Regions from separate parts of the Mus musculus genome. Here regions 2, 3 and 4 are each linked to region 1. A link is a contact called in public HiChIP or PLAC-seq and promoter capture Hi-C data. All regions are on one chromosome and are shown on one strand. The core of a region is the stretch at or near the end of the contact, and the rest is flanking DNA. Distances in the headings are between cores, read along the strand shown. Region 1 holds the start of Pomgnt1 (protein O-linked mannose beta 1,2-N-acetylglucosaminyltransferase). Region 2 holds the start of Plk3 (polo like kinase 3). Region 3 overlaps Tesk2 (testis-specific kinase 2). Region 4 holds the start of Tesk2 (testis-specific kinase 2).

What was found. Promoter capture Hi-C pulls out the DNA fragments that hold promoters and counts their contacts. HiChIP or PLAC-seq counts read pairs in DNA pulled down with a chosen protein or histone mark.
Region 2: a contact with region 1 is called in a promoter capture Hi-C map of erythroid cells, with 3 times the contacts expected there. The contact joins the promoter of Plk3 here to the promoter of Pomgnt1 in region 1. A contact is called at or near these places in 4 of 39 promoter capture datasets (erythroid cells, hippocampal neurons, liver and 1 more), 1 of 484 Hi-C or Micro-C datasets (rod photoreceptor), 5 of 115 datasets of contacts at active chromatin or transcription factors (T-cell acute lymphoblastic leukemia, embryonic stem cells, forebrain and 2 more) and 2 of 9 other capture datasets (adipose tissue and liver).
Region 3: an H3K4me3 HiChIP or PLAC-seq map of bone marrow-derived macrophages shows a contact between it and region 1, with 6 times the contacts expected there. The contact joins the enhancer-like site here to the promoter of Pomgnt1 in region 1. A contact is called at or near these places in 10 of 39 promoter capture datasets (the 3T3-L1 cell line, the C10 cell line, cranial neural crest and 5 more), 4 of 15 datasets of contacts at CTCF or cohesin (the NIH/3T3 cell line, large pre-B cells and pro-B cells), 15 of 484 Hi-C or Micro-C datasets (the Ba/F3 cell line, the C2C12 cell line, the G1E-ER4 cell line and 9 more), 3 of 115 datasets of contacts at active chromatin or transcription factors (astrocytes, bone marrow-derived macrophages and embryonic stem cells) and 4 of 9 other capture datasets (adipose tissue, liver, macrophages and 1 more).
Region 4: a promoter capture Hi-C map of erythroid cells shows a contact between it and region 1, with 2.1 times the contacts expected there. The contact joins the promoter of Tesk2 here to the promoter of Pomgnt1 in region 1. A contact is called at or near these places in 7 of 39 promoter capture datasets (the 3T3-L1 cell line, HPC-7-derived erythroid cells, cranial neural crest and 4 more), 1 of 15 datasets of contacts at CTCF or cohesin (large pre-B cells), 2 of 484 Hi-C or Micro-C datasets (the Ba/F3 cell line and muscle stem cells), 4 of 115 datasets of contacts at active chromatin or transcription factors (bone marrow-derived macrophages, large pre-B cells, microglia and 1 more) and 1 of 9 other capture datasets (adipose tissue).

Annotation. Positions count from the first base shown.
Region 1 is chr4:116,149,175-116,152,039 of GRCm38.p6, reverse strand. Pomgnt1 (protein O-linked mannose beta 1,2-N-acetylglucosaminyltransferase) reads right to left here and starts at 1,522. Exons shown (of 22, transcript NM_026651.2): 1 at 1,423-1,522; 2 at 797-975; 3 at 106-220. The coding sequence starts at 916.
Region 2 is chr4:117,132,447-117,135,311 of GRCm38.p6, reverse strand. It overlaps Plk3 (polo like kinase 3), which reads left to right and starts at 1,349. Exons shown (of 15, transcript NM_013807.3): 1 at 1,349-1,660; 2 at 1,810-1,917; 3 at 2,007-2,123; 4 at 2,278-2,407; 5 at 2,498-2,585. The coding sequence starts at 1,448.
Region 3 is chr4:116,787,179-116,790,043 of GRCm38.p6, reverse strand. All of the region lies in intron 4 of Tesk2 (testis-specific kinase 2), which reads right to left. Among named protein-coding and RNA genes, the nearest start is that of Toe1, 19 kb to the left of the region's middle. Within about 2 kb of position 1,518, at least 87 of the 459 cell types and tissues checked have an H3K27ac peak or open chromatin away from gene starts, as enhancers often do. A contact at or near this core is called in the Ba/F3 cell line, the C2C12 cell line, the NIH/3T3 cell line and 5 more, where this site is marked.
Region 4 is chr4:116,719,556-116,722,420 of GRCm38.p6, reverse strand. Tesk2 (testis-specific kinase 2) reads right to left here and starts at 1,466. Exons shown (of 11, transcript NM_146151.4): 1 at 1,165-1,466.

The DNA of each region.
Region 1 (2,865 bases), core at 273-2,772:
ACTAGCAGAGTCACACCCTGTGGGATGTGCACGCCATTCCTGCCATGAGACCCCAGGTCCCGTCCCGTCCCCCGCCCCCCTCCCGCACCCTCAGCTGGTCCCCACCATAGTCTTGCTCTGGTTCTGGGTCTTCATTGGCCTCGCTGATTGCTCTCCGAGTGTCCAGGATCAACTTGATGTTGACAATGACGGTCACCAGCAGGAAAAGCACAGCCCCTGTCTGAGTAGGAAAATGGGGGTGACTGCAGCCAGCCCTCTCCAGATCACAAGGGCCTTCTGAAAGTATGACCTTGGCTGAAGAGGACACAGGGACCAGTCTCTCCACTTTCTGGTTCCCAATAAGGACACGGATTTGTGGCCATCTCCCAGAGAATGTTCCCTGGCAGGTTTCCCTCCACCAACCAGGTCCTTCCTACCCCGTGGTCTTGTATTTTCCCATTTGAGTCCTTGACTTCCTTGGTCCCCTCCATAACTAGTTCCTTGAGATGGATTTAGGACCCGAGAACCACAGCGGAGAGCCAGAGACACAGAAGAACGTGGGCCACACTGCCTGACAGTTGGGTGTCAGGGGCAAAGCCTGCCTGACCAGACTTCTGGTTTCTGTTGGATGCCGAGGTCAGACTAGGGTTCTGATTCCAGAATCCTGGCTCTAAACCACTGCCTGAGAAGGCTGTAACAGACAGAGGTTTCCCCTCCAGGAATTTGCTGCCTCTTCTTGATAGCCAAGGTAGTTAGTTCCTAGTCTGTTAGAGTAAAGTTAGGGAGCAGCTTTTGGGACACGTGGGACCTCATTTACCTGACAGAATCTCCTCAGGGCCCGCTGGTTTGTCAGTTTATACTTCCAGGTAAGGTACCAGCTCCGTTTCTTCCTAGCCCCAAAGGGCTTGATGAGGGGACTGGGCTTCCAGTCATCCATACTGGATTAGGGAGTCACCCCTGTCCCGGCCAGTCCATGACTTCAGGAATCTGAGGGGACTATATATAGAGTCACATAGAGTAAGATGCTTGTCCCAAAGCTTAATGCCTTCTGGAATGACTTCTCTCAGCAAACTGCTGAGCTGTGTGCCCTAGGCAACGTGGCTTAACTTCTCTGGGTCTGGCCAGAAAATCTTTGGAGGAGTTGGATCACCTGAAAATTCCCTGGGGCTAGAGGAACTGTGTGCAGGATCAGGGCCTTAGCGGCGGAGGCCAGTAACTCAATCAACTCTTAACGATTCATCAGTCCTTAAAAGGTCCAAATCCCAGTCCTTCCCAGCCCTGGGGTAGAACAGTAACAGCGACCTCCTGCACCCCAATCCTCCACCCTCGTCTCTTCCCATCTGGCTCAACTCCTCTCCTCTCAGGGATCAGGGACGCCGGAAGGTTCAGAAGACCCACCCAGCCCGCATCACCCCTCTGAGACCCGCACTGGGAGGCACTTACGGCTCAGGGGCCCCGGGCCCCGCTCGGGCCGCGCTCGGGCCCGCACAGCTCGGCCCCGCGCGCCGCGGCCTCCGCGGCCTCCGCCTCCTCCATGCCTCTCGCGCCCCGCCCCGGCCCGGCCGGCCCGCCCCGCCGCTTCCGCCGCCGCCGCCGCCGCGGGGTGAGAGGGCGGCGGGCGGCGCTTAGGGCGGCGGCCGCGGCCGGGCGTCTGCAGCGCGAGGGGAGCCGGCGTACTCTGCCTGTCTGGCAGGGTTACGGTCCGCACGAGTGGACCTCGGGCGAGAGCACATCCCCGCACCGCGGAGCCGGAGCAAGCGGCATTCCGGGACCTCGGGCCAGCTCACTGGGCAAGCCAGGATCAGAGGGCTGCAGCTCCGAGGCCTGGCCCAGCCCCGCAAGGCTGTTTCCAGGCCGGGGAGGAGAGGATTAGAAACCTGCTCCGCTACTATTTTGAGCGCTTACGTTAACTCGATTTCATAAACCATGATTAAGAGGCACCGTGACTACCCCATCTTTAAAGAAAACCAAAAATGCTCTTTGATTGTGTGCATGTGCAGGTAGTGCGGGCGCTCCTTGAAGAGACTAGACCTCAGTCTGATACCCCTGGAGCCCAAATTAAAGTTGTGATCCCAACCGCTCCTCTAGAAGAGCACCAGGTGTGCTTAACCACTGAGCCATCTCCAGCTCCTGATTAGTTCTTTTCTGAGGAAGCAGGAGCTTACCTATCTCCTTATAGCCCTAGCTATCCTGGAACTCCTTATGTAGACCCGGCTGAACTTGAACTCACAGAAATTCACCTGTCTCTGCCTCCTAAATGCTAGGATTAAAGGAGTGTACAACATGCCCAGCAACACTTTATTTATTTACACTTTTTTTTTTTTGAGGACTCCAAAAGTGTTGGCATCTTTCGATATGATAGCAGTGCTTGCCAGGTTGGAAGTGGTGTTGCATTCCTATATAGGTGAGGGAAGGCTGTGTGAGGCAAGTCCACTTTCATAACAAGATGCTAAGACCCACAGTAGCTCACTCCTGGGTTCCCAGCACTTAGGAACTGAGGAAGGAGGATTGCCATAGATTCAAGGTCAACTTGGTCTACAACATGAGTTCTAGAACAAGTCAGGATTTTGAAGTGCAACCTGCTCTGAGAAACAAAAAATGTTTTGGTTTTTTACATGTTCTTTATACTGAAGTTTTTCTTATTTAAACATCAAAAAAAGCAGGGGCTGGAGAGATGGCTCAGTGGTTAAGAGCACTGACTGCTCTACCAGAGATCCTGGGTTCAATTCCCAGCAACCACATGGTGGCTCACAACCATCTGTAATGGGATCTGATGCCCTCTTCTGGTGTGTCTGAAGATAGTGACAATGACATTGTACTCACATATATAAAATAAGTCTTTTTAAAAAAATCAAGTCAGCAGAAGTTCTCACATTAGCCTCTGAC
Region 2 (2,865 bases), core at 100-2,599, 980 kb before region 1:
ACAGGCAGCAGATCTCTGAGTTGGAGGCCAGCCTGGTTTACAGAATGATTCCAGGACAGCCAAGTCTACACAGAGAAACCTATTTCAAGGAAAAAAAAAAAAAAAAAAAAAGATTTCACATCGAAGCCGGGCAGTGGTGGAGGGGCAGAGACAGGTAGGAAGTCAAGGCCAGTCTGGTTTACAGGTCGAATTCCTGGCTTCCTGGAAACTCTGTCACAAAACAAAACAAAAACCAAAACAACCCTCCACAACACCCCCCCCCCAAAAAAAAAACCCACACAGAAAAAGATTCCACATAGATCATAGATTCCTGCCACCTACTTGAGTTTATCTGTAATGGACTTCAAAGCTAACTGCCCAGTTGCAGGTCTCTAGCACCTAAGAGTGTCCAGTTCTCATTCCTCACTGTCTGGCCTTTTGCCTGCTGACTCGGTGCAATAGGTATTTTTGAGAATATGATGGGGAACTCAGGGTCTGGGGCAGAGGTACAGGTCTGGAGTCCCATCATGTCAAAGGTGAAGACAGAAGGACCTCGAGTTCAAAGCCAGCCTGGATCACATGACAGCTACTCTGCCTCAGCTCTCCTTTCCCTCAGAAGAATAATAAGGTAGAATTGGGTAGCAGAAGATGTAGCCTGGAACATGGTGAAAAACAGTGAATACTGGGAGGCAGGGGCAGGTGGATCTTTGATTTCAAAGCCAGCCTGGTCTACATAGTGGGTTCTGGGACAGCCAGGGCCACACAGAGACACCCTGTCTTGGAAAAACAAAACGCAAACATAAAACCTTGAATACCAGGCTCTGTTCCACAAACCCATTGCACAGTCCCAGACCAGGTAAATCGGGCTCTGCAGCGTGCTATTCCACAGTCCCCGAAGAGGGCAGCATGCTCTGTACCAGAGCAAGAGATGCTTGCAGGAAACCACCTGTGTTGGTGATGTGCACTGAGCAGTTTGCAACACCCCTGTCTTTCCTCCCCAGTTTGAATGCTAACCCTTACTGTTGCTCGAAAGAGGCCTCCGGATAACTGGCCTCCACTCCGACTTCAGCACACATTCTAAGGATGAAGGGGAAAAAAAGAGTCACTTGCACTGGGTAGCCTAGAGAAACGGAGCAGGGTTACACCTGCCAGGCGACTAGCTCAACCGGGGCTCCTTTAAGGCCAGAGCAGGAGGAGTGGCCTTTAAGAACGCCCAGGCAAGGGAAGATCTTTCAGGTGACGTAAGGCGGAGCAATGGGCGTGGCCTCTCCAAGCCTGGCAGCCAGGAAAGGGGCGGAGCTCGAGATGACGAAACACCGGGGAGGGGGCAGGGGTTCATTGATAAAAACGTCGGACTCCCCCTTGCCCTGGCGCGATCGCAGCGTAGAGAAACCAGGCAGCGCCACGCGCGGCCGGGGCCGGGCGGAACCGAGAACCAGCTCGGCAGGCGCTGCGCCGCGCCGTCCGCATGGAGCCCGCCGCCGGCTTCTTGTCTCCGCGCCCCTTCCCGCGCGCGGCTGCCCCGTCCGCGCCCCCCGCCGGCCCGGGGCCGCCTGCCAATGCCTCCCCGCGATCGGAACCTGAGGTGCTGGCCGGGCCACGGGCGCCGGATCCTCCTGGTCGCCTCATCACCGACCCTCTCAGCGGCCGTACCTACACCAAGGGTCGCTTGTTGGGCAAGGTGGGTCGGGGCTCCGGGGTAGCGTTGACGGAGGTGGAGGGGAGCTCTGCGGACCCGACCGGGCCACTCCGGAGGTGGAGAGGAGCTCTACGGGCCGGATCCGGCCACTCCGGAGCGCCCAGATCGATGATGCAGCTTCTTCTTTCTAGGGGGGCTTCGCACGCTGCTATGAAGCCACTGACACCGAGTCTGGTATAGCCTACGCGGTCAAAGTCATCCCACAGAGTCGCGTCGCCAAGCCGCATCAGCGCGAGAAGGTGGGTCCAGGCCCTGCGGTCCAAGGGATGGGGAGGGGATGGTGGCGTGGGAACCCTGGAAAGATGAGGATTTCACTCCCCTGTCGCAGATCCTAAATGAGATAGAGTTGCACCGAGACCTACAGCACCGCCATATCGTTCGCTTTTCACATCATTTCGAGGATGCTGACAACATATACATTTTCCTGGAGCTCTGTAGCCGAAAGGTCCGGAATGGGGGCGGGGTGGGTTCATTGGGAACAGGGGTAGGGGAGGAAGCGGGTTCTTAAGATCCAAAGCTGTTCTTGTCATCTTTAGCAAACACAGATGGAGGGAGGGTCTGGGAAGGCAAGCGGGGTCTGAAACAGTGACTTTCTGCAGTCCCTGGCCCACATCTGGAAGGCCCGACACACCCTGTTGGAACCAGAGGTTCGCTACTACCTGCGCCAGATCCTTTCTGGCCTCAAGTACTTGCACCAGAGGGGTATCTTACACAGAGATCTCAAGCTGGGTGAGATTCCTGCGTCTGGTCTGAAGGGTGGAGACCTGCGGAGGGATGAAAGGCGTTAAGAATCTGACGCGTCTCTCTGCTACTGTCTAGGAAATTTTTTCATCACGGATAACATGGAACTGAAGGTGGGGGATTTTGGGCTGGCAGCTCGATTAGAGCCCCCAGAGCAGAGGAAAAAGTGAGTGAGGGGATGGTGGCCACAGCCTGTTTGTGACACAGATGATGTACAAGGTGACCAGATATGTACTTGGGATAACCAGGGAAGGGGTAATGATGGGTTTTCTGTATGTGTGACAGTAGAGGTGGCAACCTAGGTCACTGGGTTAGGTGAAGAAGGACAGCAATCTTATGAGTGTATGGCACAGATGGGTGTCTAGGATTTTTGGAAATGTATGGGGAAAACATAGGCTAGGCAGTCAGCATGTGTAAGACACTGAATGGGAATGACAGATCATGAT
Region 3 (2,865 bases), core at 269-2,768, 640 kb before region 1:
TGGGAATTGAACTCAGAACCTCTGGATGAGCAGTCAGTGCTCTTAATCACTGAGCCATCAATCTCTAAAATTTTTATATGCCTTATTTCATTTAATCTACACAACAATCCTACAAGATAGATCCACATGGGCTGAGCATCCCTCTTCTGAAATGTTTGGGATCAAAGGTGTTCCCAGTTTCAGAGTTTGACATTTAAAGGTTCAGATTATTCTATTATATTAAAGGCAGAATCAGGCAGATTATAGAGTCTGGCTCCAGAGTACATCTTTCTACAACTACATGCATTATACAAGGAGTCAGTGGTCATAGCATTTGAATGAGAGAACGCCACGCAGGACAGGAACTCAAAAATGAATTCACTTGGGCTGGAGAGATGGCTTAGTGGTTAGGGACACTTGACTTCTCGTCCAGAGATCCTGAGTTCAATACCCAGGAACCACATGTTGCATCTGTATCTGATGCTCTCTTCTGGTATAGAGACACAACACTCATAGAGGTAAAATAGATGAATAAATCAATCTTTTAAAAAGAATTTACTCAACCCTTTCAAGATCCATTATCTCCATCCTCTTTCCAATGGAGAAAAAAAAAGGATGAATTCTACAAGTGAGTACCTTAATTTTTAGAATATGATACTGAACTTATCAAGGACTAGAGTACTAATGGTAAAACAGACAAGAGATTTAAATTGAATTTTAGTTCAATTATGCCTTCTATGAATGGTTTCATTTTGGAAAAACAAATCAACAAGTAAGGCCAGTTGTGCTTCAATTTCCCCATATACCAGGTAGGCATACCTGACCTGCCTAACTCACAATCTTTTTGTTTGTTTAAAAGAACATGGTGACAGAAGCATCAAAAAGAACCAGTAGGGGGCAGCACCGTACAGAGCATCATCAGATCTCCTATAGGAAGCAGAGCAGGCTTGGCAAGGCAGAAAGAACAGCTGAAAATAATTTCTCATAAGGAAAGCCTGTTAGCCTGCTTAACCCTCTTTGTGATCCACCTTGGAAATCTTACAGCGGTATACGGAAAGCATTAACACCACAACTTCTCACTCTGGGTGAATCTGCCCAAATTCAGACCAGAAGTGCCTAGACTGAAAAGAAATGGGACTGATCGTGCCGGCAAAACATCTAAAAGCTAAACATCTAAAGAAACAGTTCACTTCTTTGACATGGTGGCAGCATGGCATGGAAGGCTCATCTTCAGGAACCACTCACATTACATACATGGCTGAATGTCAGGCAGAAGAAACTAAGACTATGTGTATTTGTATTTTCTGAAGGCCTGGTCATGGTAAGACTCTTGGTTTTGGTTCAGAGAAACACATATTTACAAATATGTGTCAACACCCAAGAAAGTCACCTTAGCTGGGTGTGGTGGCTCAAGTTTATACTTGTAATACTTGGGAGGCTAAGGCAAGATAAGATCCAAAGCCAGCATGAATGACATAGAAGGATCCTGTTTAAAAAGAAAGGCAGGACGAGAGGGAGGGAAAAAGTAAATCCACAGCCAGAAGGGGGAGCAGAGAGAAGAGGAGGCAGGACGAGGACTCAGTGACTAACAGACTCTGGCTTCCCTCGGCAGGATGGAAAAGTAGAAATGAGATCCAGGGAGGGAAACAAAAAAGAATTTATTTTTTTCCACAGTCCATTTGCCTTGCCTGATGCTGGAGAACTCGCTGGTGGGGCTTATAAGCCCATGAGCCCTCAAAAACCACAACTTCTCGATGTCTCAAGACCCATGCATGCATGTATGAAGCAAGGAAGTTTAAGATCTGCCAACAAGGAAGATTTCTAGGTTGCTAAACACTGTGTGCCCCATTAGCAGGAACGTTCACTTCCCCATAAGCAACTCCCAGTGCAGACTCAGCTGTGCAGCCTCTGAACAAATCCCTCTGCAAGAAAGCCAAGAACAGCTGTATTGGCCTGGTCAGCTTCCCTGGACGGGAATCACACATGCTGTGCATTCAATTTTTCACAGGCAAATCCCCTTGGGTTCTCCTATGGAACAAGCCAATACTGACAAGATACTTAAATACCTTACAGAACTTTTAACATTTTAATTTTTTTTTTGAGGCAGGATCTCTCCAGCCTAGGCTACTTCAGATTTGCCAGACAGCTGAGAATTAATTTGAATTCTTGATCTTCTTGCCTTACCTCTCAAGTGAGAGTTATATGTATTTCAGTTAAATGTCCAGTAACTGCTAAATGATACATATGTCAATTTTATCTATACCAAAACCTGCTTCTTTTCAGCTGATCTCTGAATTTACTATCTTTGAAGAGCTGTTTAAAAAAAAAAAAAAAAAAACTTCAGTGAAGCCAGGCATAGTGGTGCACACATTTAGTCTCAGCTCTTGGGAAGCAGAGGTAGGGAGATCTCTGAGTTCAAGGATAGCCTGGTCTATGTTCCAGGATAGGCAGAGCTTCATAGTGAGACCTTGTCTTTATAAACCAAACAAATGAAAAGCTAATACCCCCCCAAAAAAGGAAAGAACGAAAGAAAGAACGAAAGAAAGAAAGAAAGAAAGAAAGAAAGAAAGAAAGAAAGAAAAGCTAATACCCAGTGTACTAGTATTGAGGGATTGTCTTTGGTGGTGCTTGGATAATAAGGGTAAACCCTGTAAATTCAAAGCCAACCTGATCTAAGGGTTCCAGGCTAACCAAGAGCTACATAGTGATACCGTATGTATGTCAAACAACAATAATGATGACAATCTGCCTGTCTGTCCCACACTACTCCATAGGCTGAGGCTGGAGGAACACTTGAGCCTATGAATTTAAAACCATCCTTTGCATCACAGCAATACCCTTTCTCAAAAGAATGAAACTAATGGTCAGGGTACAGTAGTGTGCACT
Region 4 (2,865 bases), core at 217-2,716, 570 kb before region 1:
AGCGCCTGGTATCCCCCTCCCTTCTGGAGACTGTCTTTGGCTTCTGTGATACTGCCACAGTGTTCTAGCTCTCTTCAGTGTCTGTTATCCTCAGCAATGCTGCCTCTGTCCACAGCCCAATTCTCCGCTTTCTGGAGTACTACGAGGGGGTGCTAAGGTTTCAAGTATTCCTATTTAATTCCAATTTATGTCTTTAGAGCCTAACTTAATCAGTTCTATGAGCAACTTTCCACCTCTATTTGAAAAACTCGGGTTGAACTTGTCCACAACCCAACTTATCATTCTTCAGATCTACTTCTTTACATTGTTAGCACCACCAACCCAATACCATAAACCAATGAGAAAGCCCTTATGTAGAAAAGCAGAAAGCAAAAAACCCTCTAAATTCTATTCTAAAATTCTTGGAATTTCATGCCATTCTCTTCATTTTCCACAACTATTCCAGTCCATTCATCCTCTTCTCACGCACAAAACACAGCAGCCTCCTGACTACCTGGGCCTTCTGCCCTCCGGTCTTACTTTCAATCTTTCTTTCACATTTTCCAGAGATAATCCATATCAAACTCCTGCTTACAACCTTCAATGGCTCCGTATGCCTACAAATAAAGTCCAAATTCTTTAACAAGTTTTTCTCAGAGGTTTAAATTAAAAGGTTTTTCAATTGGACTAATCTGGCTTTTATTTCCAACTAAATCAGAATCGTAGTTTAGATAAGAGTCTTCTTCAAAATGAAGGGTAAGAACGTGAATAAAAAGGAGAGAAGTCTCTTAGGATAGGAGTCAGGGTGGTTAGGAGAGATGAGCACGTTTCGGAGGGAATCCAGATCTCAGAGGGAGAAGGGGGCTCGGAGACTAGTGAGGCACACTCAGTAGGGGAACGGGACGTGAAGGATTCCACAACTTCACAAGTGAGGAAGGTCAGACACAAACAACCCTTTTGAGTATAACGTCCAATGGGTTCTTGACCCCTGAGACGAGGTGGGGACTGTCCCGGGACCCGGAGGGAACTGAGAAGGAAAGGGGGAGAGGGGCAAGAGACAGTCCCCGCTTCTTTGAGAATCTCAAGTACAGCACCGGATTGTCCAGTGCTCAGCGACCCATGAGCCAAGCTGCGCGCAGGGCAGGGATGCCGAGCCTTGGTCCCCAGGCACTCTCCCGACGTTACCTGAGGCACAACTGAGCCGCGGAGGGGGCGTCTGCGCCGGCCAGAGGGTAAGGGAGGCAGCGGCCCAGAGCGAGCATAGCAGCTCCCGGCCGCGGCTGTTTAGCCTGCGGAGGAGGTGAGGGTCCCTTGGGCAGAAGCCGGAGATTGCTCAGGGCCAGCGGCGGCGCAGGAGCTGGAGGCTACTGCCATGGCCTTGCGGTCTGAGCTGCTTTCCCCCGCCTACTCGGCGGGGCCCGGAGGCGGATCACCGCTGGGACTGAGAAGGCAGCTGGAAACTCTCGGCTCCCCGCCGGTGAGTGTCTGAAACGCCTGGGGGGCAGGGGGCTGGGGGCGGGGCCCCGTGAGCTCCGCCCCCTCCTCAGGCCTCCCTCAGAGCAGCCAATCAATCGTCAACCTTTGACAAACGAGCTAATAGAGTTGCCCAATTAACGTTAGGAATGCCACGTGGTACGAGGGTGGGCACAATGGGCGTACAGAAAAGCCAATCAGCAACGCTCGGCGCCAACTCTTAGAAGATGAAGGGAACCAATAGGAAGAGAGTGGAGTTAAAAACAGAGGGGACAGTGTGTTGAAAAAGCGGAACCGGAGAGAATTCACCTTGGGGAAAACCTAGTCTAAAGAGTCTCAGAGGGCGGGACACAAGAGAGACCAATCAAACCCCCCCAAACAGAAGCGAATGGTAAATTAATTAAGCCAATTAAACAAGCACTAAACTGGCGCGGCTTTTGAATAAGGTGTTCTGCTGGATCGAATGCAGTGTCCTGCAGGAACGCAGTATATTGACAAGCTAAAATTAGCACATAATTCCTAACAACTTGAGAAAGAGCAGTAAGTATAACTTAAACGAAATGCCAAAGGGAGAGATTGAATTCAGGGAAGGCTTAGAGGATTGGTATCACCAGCTAGATGGAAAGGAGAGATATGAAAGATCTTCGAAGGGAATAACAATTCTACCCAACTGTTCATCAGGTACAGATTTCCTCACACTTTCCATAGCCATGGATCTCAAGGGTTCATAATTTTATAGCTGAACAGACTGCTAAAGAAGAATAAGAGCAGTGGGATATAGGTCTTACTCCCAACGGTTTAGGGGCCTCCCTTCAGAAATCTTTAGCATGTGAGACATAATTAAAATATGTCTAGGAGCCGAGCATGGTGGCGCACGCCTTTAATCCCAGCACTCAGGAGGCAGAGGCAGGCGGATTTCTGAGTTCGAGGCCAGCCTGGTCTACCGAGTGAGTTCCAAGACAGCCAGGGCTGCACAGAGAAACCCTGTCTCGAATAACAAAAAAAAATAAATAAATAAATAAATACTAGGGGCAGAAAGCAATGGTAATGTACCATGTGGTCCAGGGTTCAATTCCCAGCACTGAAAATAATAACACCAATGGAATGTAGTGCTACTGACAGCTGAGTTTATGAAAATGTATAGTAGGAAATAAAATTGCAAGAGGCTGAACATGAGTGGAGTTTAAATAATAAAATTATCTTTTTATTTTAAATGCTGTGTGATTTATCCTTGAACAGAAGCATAACCTAAACAGGGAATTGTTTGAGGAAGAGTAATTAGCTCACAGAATCTCTGAAGGGAGGTACTCAGGCACAGTTCTCTTGGCCTGTTCAGGATCTTTCTGACATAAATTATGTGCTGCCACCTGGTGGCAGTTCAGACCCACTGTTCCACCGTTGTCCTTTAACATT